Regions from separate parts of the Hordeum vulgare genome. Here region 2 is linked to region 1. The links are chromatin contacts, called in public Hi-C maps. All regions are on one chromosome and are shown on one strand. Each heading gives the region's core, a stretch centred on a gene start, on an enhancer-like site or on the middle of the called end of the contact. The rest is flanking DNA. Distances are from core to core; before and after follow the strand shown. Region 1 has its middle 5.9 kb from the start of LOC123402833. Region 2 has its middle 79 kb from the start of LOC123403219.

Region 1 (4,714 bases), core at 774-3,273:
TGGTTATTTTAAACAAGTGTTTCACAAATTCAAAAAAATAAATAAATAGAAAACACGAACACCTTGTTATATTATTGAAACTTTACAGAAATGGGATCATTATTGAAAAAATTGAATATTTTTTGAAAACACATGAACACTTTATAACTTCTCTGATGACGTAAATATTCATTGATTTTTCAAAAAAAATAAAATCAAAAGTAGAGCATTTTCTGAAAAAGACAGTATTTTCTAAAATTTTCATTTAAAAAAACTCGATCTTTTGTAGAGTTGTTCTAAAAATTAAAATAAAATAAAATTCTAAAAATTGTAAAAAAATATTGTAAACACGAATATTTTGAATTTTCCAATGGTTAAACACCTGAAGATAGCTGGTACAAGGAAAACCTCAAAAGACAGAAAGGAAAAGGAAAGAATACAAGAAAGCCAACCCAAAACCTTCTAGTAGGTTTCCAAAACCGGTAAAAACCGAACACGGAACAATCTAGAAAGTTCGCAAAAACCGGATTGGTAGAACCTATATGAGCCGACCCACCTCGCTTGACCCTATAGAATATGACAGTGCACGCGCTCGATCGAGCAGTGGAAGCCGGAACGTCTTATTTGGAGCTGTAGGCGCCATTTGCAGTTTTGGGCGCCTACAACGCGCCCTCTATAGGCTTTCTAAGCGTGGCCCAGGAAGAGATACGTTCACGAAAAAATCACGCTAAAAATTTGCGCCACGGGGAATCAATCTCATGCCACACGACCTGTCGTTGCTTGCTTAACCACTAGACCACCAGAATGCTAGTGAACAATAGCGACGCGAATTGTATTAGAACTAATGCCGCCACGCTATTTATTACACAACAATTCACTGTACCTCTTAGATTTTTTTTTTTGGAAAATGTCTATTTTGTTTAATGAAAAACAGTTCGTGAAATTTAGAAAAGAAGTTCAGAGAGTTTTCAAAAAAATCACCGATTTAAAAAAAAAATCATCACTTTTGAAAATAAGTTCATCAATTTTAAAGAAAAATACATCAACTTCGAAAAAAGTTCGTCAATTTTGGAAAAGCAAATTATTGATTTTAAAAAAGTTCATTCGATTTTGAACAAAACTTCATCCAATTTGAAAAAGTTCACCGATTTTCAAGAAAAGTTCAACGAATTTGGAAAAACGTTCATCGATTTATAAAAAACAATATCATAAATTATGAAAAAAGTACATAGGTTTTGATTTTTTTTATAGATTTTCAAAAAAGTTCATAAAATTTGAAAAAAGTTTGTGGATTATGAAAAAAGTTCATCACTTTTAAAAAAATCATCCAATTTGAAAATAAATTCACTGATTTCGAAAAGTGTTCATCTATTTTATAAAAAAAATTCATAAATTTTTGGAAGAGTTAATAAATTTTGATAAACATTTCATCTCATTAAAAAACTTTATCGGTTTTGAAAAAAGTTCAAAAAAAACTAAAAAGTGTACATCATTTGTCCAGAAATGTTCATACAACTGAAAAAAAAGCATCTTTTTTTTTTAAAATGTCATGCAATTTAGGAAAAATTTCATCGATTTTGAAATAAACTTCACGAATTTGAAAACAAACTGCTTATTTAGGAAAACAAACAAAGAAAAAAAATGGAAAACTGAAAACCAAATAAAAACGTCCTGAAAATGACGAGCAAACAAGGAATGAAAAACCTCAAATGGGATAACCATACAAAAGAAAAAGAAAAACAATCTATGGTTCGCTAATGGGTAATGTGGCGTAGTGGTTTTTGCCCTTAGCTAACAGGGGAAATGTCGTTGGTTTGAAACTTTAGCACATTGCTTTTTTCTGTTTTTTAACAGAAAGAAGAAAATGTCTATGTGCGCCGGCCAAAGCGCAACGAGTGGGGGGTGCTGTTGGTGCCGATTATCAAAAATAACCTATAACCGACGCGTGATACACTAAATAGGATTCGCCGTGGAAGCCAGCCCATGTGCTAGAGCCCATTTCATTGGGCTTTTGAAGTGCAGGGCCTGCCTAGCATGGCGATTCAACCATGGTGCACCTTTCGACAGCAACTAGCGATCATTCTCGCGAGCTGCCACATGATGCGTTCTCATTCAATCATTGTGCACCTTTCAAGAGCAAACTAGTTAGCGAGCATTCGGAGCTTGCGAGCGACCATTCTCACGCGCCTCCTCATGCAATGTTCTCAGCCGCTGTCATGTGTCGCGTTCTGAACGTTTCCTTCGTATTATGTCTTTTTTTTATCTTTTCTATGTATTTTCAGCTTTTTAGAGTGTTTTTTTCCAGTTTTTTTAGTTCCGGTTTTTCACTGTATTTCGTAACTTTTGGATGCAATTTATTTTTTCTGTTTTTTACGTAAAAAATATTGTTTTTTGTTTTTTTACGAAAGGTACAGTTTTGTTTTCGCGAGAGACACGGTCATGATTCTTGGAAAGAGAAAAAAATGTGTTTTTTGTTTTTTGTGAGAGGCACGGTTTTGCTTCCGCGAAAGGCACGGTTTTGCATTCGCGAGAGGCACGCCCGTGCCTCTCGGAAAGGGGAAAAACCGTGTTTTCTGTTTTTTTGTTAGACGCACGGTTTTGCTTCTGCGAAAGGCACGGTTCGTGCCTTTCCCGAAAGGAAGAAAACACGTTTTCTGTTTTTTTGCAAGAGACGTGGTTTTGCTTCCGCGAAAGACACGGTTTTACCTTCGCGAGAGGCACGCCCGTGCCTCTCCCGAAAAGGGAAAATAACGCGTTTTCTGCTCTCTCTCTCTCTCTCTCTCTCTCTCTCTTTTTCCACGAGAGGCACGGTTTTGCTTCCCCGAGAGGCAGGGTTTTGCCTCGTGCCTCTCGAAAAGGAAAAAAACGCATTTTTTGTTTTTTTTTTCTATCGCGTGAGGCACTATTATTTCGTTCGGGTTTTTTCTTCTGGTTTTTTCGTAAATATTTTTTTCGTCTAAACCTATCAACATGGGATCTAGTTTTGAAGATCACGACGCGAGAAAGCCAACGATGAAAATGGTTCGAGTTTTAGACGCACGGTTTAAAGATAAAATATTTCAAAAATGCAGATCTACAAAAAATAAAAAAACTCTTAGGTTGCGACAAGTGGCACGCATGCAGTGGGCCACTTGTCGCAACCTGTGAAGGTGAGAGTAATCGTTCAAAGATGTATTCGCTAACTAGTGATTTCGATACCTTCCACATGGTTTTTCACCAAAACATCAACTTTCTCTCTAAAAAAAATCAACTCTCAGTATCATCGTTATCGTCTTCTTCATACCTTTTCTCCTCATCCCTCTTGTTGGAGCAGCCAGCAACATCAGCCCATGATGCCTGCATGCATGCCTGTGTACTTCCCTGTGACTGCTGCTATACATGATACATATGTGGACTGTGGTCACGTTCAGCTCACTAGCTGGATACTCAATCCCCTGTCCATCATAAATGAGCCCGTGTGCCCGTGTCGACCGGACTCTCCTCTCCCCTCTTCTCTCCTGGTCATGGCCAGTCAATGCAAGATTTGGACATGCCATCCATCACACCAACAGTTGACCTAACAAAATCTAGCAATCAACACGGTCTACAACCAACCAGTACGTGCATGCTGGACTGCCCAACCGTTCTGCACGATCAATACGATTGATTGCTGATTTAGAAACGAAATCAAGCATTCAGTCTAGTTATGCACGCCATGTGCATGCATGCATGTCTTCCTTTTTTATTAGAGAAAAAGGATTGCTCCATGTGTAACCAAGCCTTAGAGTTGACTGTCAACTAGAAGCACCTAGCATGTGGACAACCCTCACATGCCCGTACATGGCTCGATGTAAACATCAATGTGTGAGGTTGTGAGCTGAACAGTGAACACTAGTAGTACTTGCTGCAGGCTCAACACAGTCACACACACAAATAGTGGGGCGAGACATACACCCCGCATCCCCCTCTCGTCGCTCCCACGGGCGACCGAGGGGGCAACCCTAGCCGCGGGCGCCTAGGTCCCCACCTCCCCCTCTCCTCCCCTCACCGACGCCGGTCCGCGTCATCGGGCGAAGCCCGATAGGTGCTGGCGGCGGCGGGGGCTCGGCGCGGGCCGACGACCTTCGGCGGTGGCACAACACTTGTCGGGGGTCCGACAGTGCGTGGGCTGGCTCAGCGCCGGCGCTGCGGTGCCTTGTTCATGCTAGGAGGGTTGGACTTGGCTGGTGCTTCGGCCTGTGGGGGTGGTGCCCGACAGTTGCTCGTCCCGTGCGGATCCTGTCAGCCGGCGGCCTGATCTAGATCCAGGTGGCGTGAGCTGTAGGCAGAAAGGGCGGCTGCTGGAGTCTGGCGGTGGAGTGGTGGTCGCGGTGTTTGGGCCAAATCTGGGCTCGGGCGGACCTATGGCCACAGGTTGGTCTCGGTCGTGCACGGCCTAGGTGCGTGCTGGGCGACCGGTTGGCGAGGCGTGTTGGGCACGGGAAGTGTCCCCGGCGAGGTTGTGCTGGATGAGGGGCGAGATCCGCAGGAGATGGAGCTCATGGTGGAGGGGCCTGAGCGGCATGTACGTCGCTTGGGCAGTGGCTTTTGCCGCAAGGGGTGCGGCCGGTGTGTGTGTGCACGTGTTGTGGCATCGCGTGGATGCCCTTCGGGATGCGCGGATCGGAGGGCCATGATGACGAGGAAGCGTGCCGTGCGTGATGCGGATCTGGACTCCGGCCGTCGGTGGTCTCCGCGAGGTGCGGTTGGCTGCGAC
Region 2 (4,714 bases), core at 1,500-3,999, 490 kb before region 1:
TTCATTGGTGATATTAACTTCTCGCAGGCAAAGCTTAGTGAGATTCTGAAATCCCCTGTAACCAGCAGGCGGTTTTAAAGAAACAGACCAAAGCTCCAGATGGCGCAATTTTGAGTTCTTTGTATCAAGAACCTGAAGAGGGAAATTATATCTTACTATTGTGGGCCCAAAATCCAGTCCATATAATTCAAGAATGAGACCCTTCGCCTTTGATGCAATGGTATAGTTGATCAATCTATTGATATGACCCGCATATCTATCACAGAGATCATGCCTAATTCTGATGACCTCGGTCCCTACACCCTCGTGTTGCTGGAGAAGTGCACCAACACTCTTAATAAATTTGCGCCTGTTGAGTGTCATACCTCCTGCAGTATACCAGGCTCGTTCCTTGTCGGACTCTGACAAGACCGTATAATGACTAAGGTTGCCCGTAATGATAGTATCATAGGTAGTATCATACATGTCAACTAGGCATTTTCAATGAGGTGGCATAGAATTAAATGAAGAAAGAGAGGGTTCATATTAAATGATGTGCTGCTATGTGTCTTGCATGGCAATAAATGAACTACACTATGATACTAATATATGATACTATGCATTACGGATGTGGTATCATACACTAATATCATATGCATGATACTAGTATATGATACTACCCATTACAACCAGCCTAAGATCAATATAGGGGCGGCACAACCAAACATGCCGCCACTCACTCCACAAGATGCTTGTCCTGGCAGCTTCCTTCAATGACAATTTAGATGTGATAGAGCTCAAAATGTCCTATAGCACAGAGTGTGATCCAACATCAGCAAGACAAAAATAACAATGAGAGGATTGGTCGTTTTCTTCAGTTAATTTTTTTCTTTTTTTGGGGAGGAAATAGTTTGTTTCAGCTTACCTTGGGTAGACTGCTGATTCCAAGCCTGCGTTTCGTTCTCTTGGCAGATGGTCTCTGCAGGCTACCTGGTGGAAATTTCCTCTTGGTATTTGATACTGGGCTACAGTGAACCATCCCCATTGCTAAAAAGTCGGAAACTGTCCAAAAGACCCGAAGGTAGATGGATACTGGAGGGGATTGAACCTAATAGCTAGGTTGCCTAGAGGAAGGGGATTGAACCGGCCTAGGCGGCGTGGATGCGCAGTGTTGCCGTAGGCCGTGGGGCTCCTGCGACGAGGAAGCGAACGCGGCCGTCAGAGGGGTGCCACCGGCGAGTCAAGGTATAATCGATGGCGCGACCACGGACAAGGAACAGAGGAAGGAAGAGGAATAGAATCCTGAGTGAAGCTCGTGGCCGTGTTGGAGCTGGACTTTTTTTTCTTCTTCGACGGAGTGGAAGCTGAACTTCTATTTTTTAGACAAATTGAACTTTTTTATATGAAGGACTCGTCCCACCTAAAAATCTCTTCCTTTTTGAAAAGGAAAGTTAAAAATCTCTTCGTGTCCTACTTGCTACTCTTTCTTTTGTGAAAAGAATATTCGATCTATTCACCGTTGATTGCAATTTTTTGTTGGTTACTTAACAAGCTAACCGCAAACATCATGACAGTACAAAAAACACAAAAAATAATAATAATAAATACATCGATGTTCGTAGACCATCTAACAACATTTTCTCCCATACAGAGCTTCAAACTGGGACATTTGAACACTTTATTGGTAATTGTTGTCGTGGGAGAATTCTTCGTAAGGACGGGTGTGCCACCATTCGCCGTGAGGGTGCTCATCCTTAGATTACCTACATTCTGCGACAGATTATTTACCTATCGCACATGTGATGATCGACTTGGGCCGGTCCATTACATAGATTTCACATTTCGGAGCCGGTGTGTTCAAAAAAAAATTTCTTTAGTTTTGTGAACTTCTAGGAGGTTCATGAACTGTTTTTTTATTTCTTTCTTATCCTTCTTCATGTTAATTTTTTATTTTCTCTCCTTTTTCCCCTTTTGTGTTTTCTTTTCTTTTTCCATTTTTCAATTTTATTCTATAAGTATTTTTCCAAAGAATGTTCATATATTTAAAAAAACTTTGTGATTTTCATCAATTGCAAAAAAATTCAAAAAATGTTTTGTTTTAAAATTTGTTGACAAATTAAAAAATGTTTGTTTTTGAAGAATTTTCCAGAATTTAAAAATGTTATCACTTTTAGAAAAAGAATTCACAAGTTCAAACATGTTCATGTTCTCAACTTTGTTTCACAAATTCAAAAAAAATATTTGGAACTTGGGAAAATGTTCACATATCCAAATAATAATTGCTTTTTTGTACATTTTGTTCCCATTTTCAAAGAACCTTCCATGTTTTAAAAAAAGTGTGGAATCTTAATAATTTCTTGTCATTTTTAATACTGTTTGAGGTTTCAAAAGTTTTTATTGTTTCGTTAGAAAATGTTTGAATTTCAAAAGTTGTTCACATATTTCATAAATTGTTTGTAGTTTCATAAACTACTTGTGTTTTTCAAAAATATTTGGCACTTCACATTTATTAAAAGAATCAAGAAATGTTTTATTTTTTTTAGAAACTACTTGTGTTTTTCAAATATGAACACTACTAGCGGCAAGTAGCACGTGTCAGGATTGCTAGGTCACTAATTTTCCAAGAATTTCACGTTGCTTACTGAAAAAACAAGTGGCTTCACACCTGGTGGGCCGACCCAGTTGTGCGCAGAGGTTGTGAGTTCCCATTCATAAGAAACATGGGGCCTCCTGTACATCGCCTTCAGCGTCAGTTACTGCAACTGGCGCTCACGCGCCATGCTACTGGGCCGGCCCAATAATCCGAGGAAGCTTCTTAAAACATACTGTAGCAGAAAAAGGTAAAAGGTTCACTCATCGTGTAGATAATCTGAGACTAGCGGGATTCGAACTCCCCACACGAGCGCTGATGGTTGTAGGTCCTATTTGACCCTTCCTTTAGTTAAAATATATACTCAATATATACTATTTTCAAAAGAAAGTATAAAGTAAGAAAATAATTCTAAGAAACAATGAAAACAGCCACAAATTTGAGAAGGAGTTTCATACAAATTGGAAAAGGTTCGTGGAAATGGAAAAGGTTCGTCGGTTTTTAAAAGAGTTCTTCATATTTGAAAAAAATAAGTTCATCAAATTTTTTAAAGTCCATCAATTTTAAAAAGTAGTCCACAAAAATTGAAAAGTGTTCATAAAAATTTGAAAAAACAGTTCATCGATTTTAAAAAAAGTTCATCATTTTTTGAAATAGTTCATTAAATTTTAAAAAGGTTCATAGATTTTGAAAATTAGTTCATCAATTTTAAAAAAAGTTCATAAAACTAAAAAAATGCCTTCAATTTTTAAAATAGTCCATCCAATTTGAAAATTTTCATTCAATTTTTAAAATAGAATACCATGAAAAAAGGATACCATGTTTGTCCCCAAACGTTTGCCTTAGTGAAGTTTAAGATGTATTAAATTGAGCAATGAAAAGTGTACTATTTGCAAGTTAGTTATCGTTAGAAAATAATTTATTTATTTATATTTTGCAGATCATATTTTTTTCACAGAATTTATTGATAAAGCTAAGAAACCCAGGGTAATAATATTTGCAAAATAAAATCATAAGAGCAACTAAAATTTATTTAGCTATAACATATATTACATTTTTATTTTTATTGTCATCTTTAATCTGTTTCAGCTTGTGCGTGTGTACCATACCAGCCAATTCCAGTTTTGAACTACCACAGACTTGTTTCATAGCTTTCAGACTACACCATCACATGTTTATCTCTCTCTCTCATCATGATGCGTACTTGCTAGTTCCTACTACTTGTAGTGCCACTCTACTCTAATGCTGCATACATCATGGGAGTCTAGAAATGTCTGGATAATGGCAAGCTACAAAAAGGCGATGAGAATCAGGTGCACGCCTAGACACTACTACTACACATGAGAGTCGCAGGCTCCCAGCACAGGGAAAAGCCTCAGCCAATCCCTGCATTAACTTTTACCTCGTTTCTTGTTTTTTGATATGAATAAAGGAATCAATCAATAAAAGACATGTGACATGTATGTTTTTAATGACTTGAGATAAACTAGCATGACATGCAGTGGTCAATTCATTGCATGCAATGATACTAATTATTTCCTCCGTCACGGTTTAGAAGGCACAGTTAAACTTGCGTGTGTTTTCAAAATAAACAAGGTTTAAGGCGTGAAAGCAATTACTCCTATTAATTAGTACTACTCCCTCCCTCCGTCTCGGTGAATAAGTCATCTTACGAAAACCAAATAATTCAAAAACACTTAGGCACGATGCATTAACTTTCACCTCGTTTCTTGTTTTTTGACATGAATAAAGGAATCAACCAATAAAAGACGTGGGGCATGTATGCTTTTAATAACTTGACATGAATAAAGGAATCAACCAATAAAACACTTAGGTTCGTTTATTCTTTCAGTTTTCCTTTTCTTTTTTGTACTTGAAGCAAAAACATTTTTCGAATTTGAAGAACAATTTTGAAAAATTGTGAACAACTTTGGAAGCACGAGCAATTTTTTAAATCACGAACATTTTTTGAATCTTTAGAACAAACATTTAAGAAGGAGAACAATTTTGAATAACCCTGAACAAACTTAAAAGCACGAACATTTTCTGAATTTTGAGAACAAATTTTGAAATGGAGAATAATTTTGAAAAATCCAGAACAAATATGGAAGCACGAGCAATTTTTAAAGCATGAACATTTTTTGC

The links. Hi-C and Micro-C count contacts between places; a contact is called where the count stands out from the background.
Region 2: a contact with region 1 is called in a Hi-C map of seedling, with 4 times the contacts expected there. The contact joins two enhancer-like sites. A contact is called at or near these places in 2 of 6 Hi-C or Micro-C datasets (leaf and seedling).

What each region holds. Positions count from the first base shown.
Region 1 is chr6H:535,234,435-535,239,148 of MorexV3_pseudomolecules_assembly, reverse strand. No RefSeq gene overlaps it. Among protein-coding and RNA genes, the nearest start is that of LOC123402833, 5.9 kb to the right of the region's middle. Within about 2 kb of position 2,023, at least 2 of the 3 cell types and tissues checked have open chromatin away from gene starts, as enhancers often do. A contact at or near this core is called in seedling, where this site is marked.
Region 2 is chr6H:535,724,931-535,729,644 of MorexV3_pseudomolecules_assembly, reverse strand. No RefSeq gene overlaps it. Among protein-coding and RNA genes, the nearest start is that of LOC123403219, 79 kb to the left of the region's middle. Within about 2 kb of position 2,749, at least 3 of the 3 cell types and tissues checked have open chromatin away from gene starts, as enhancers often do. A contact at or near this core is called in seedling, where this site is marked.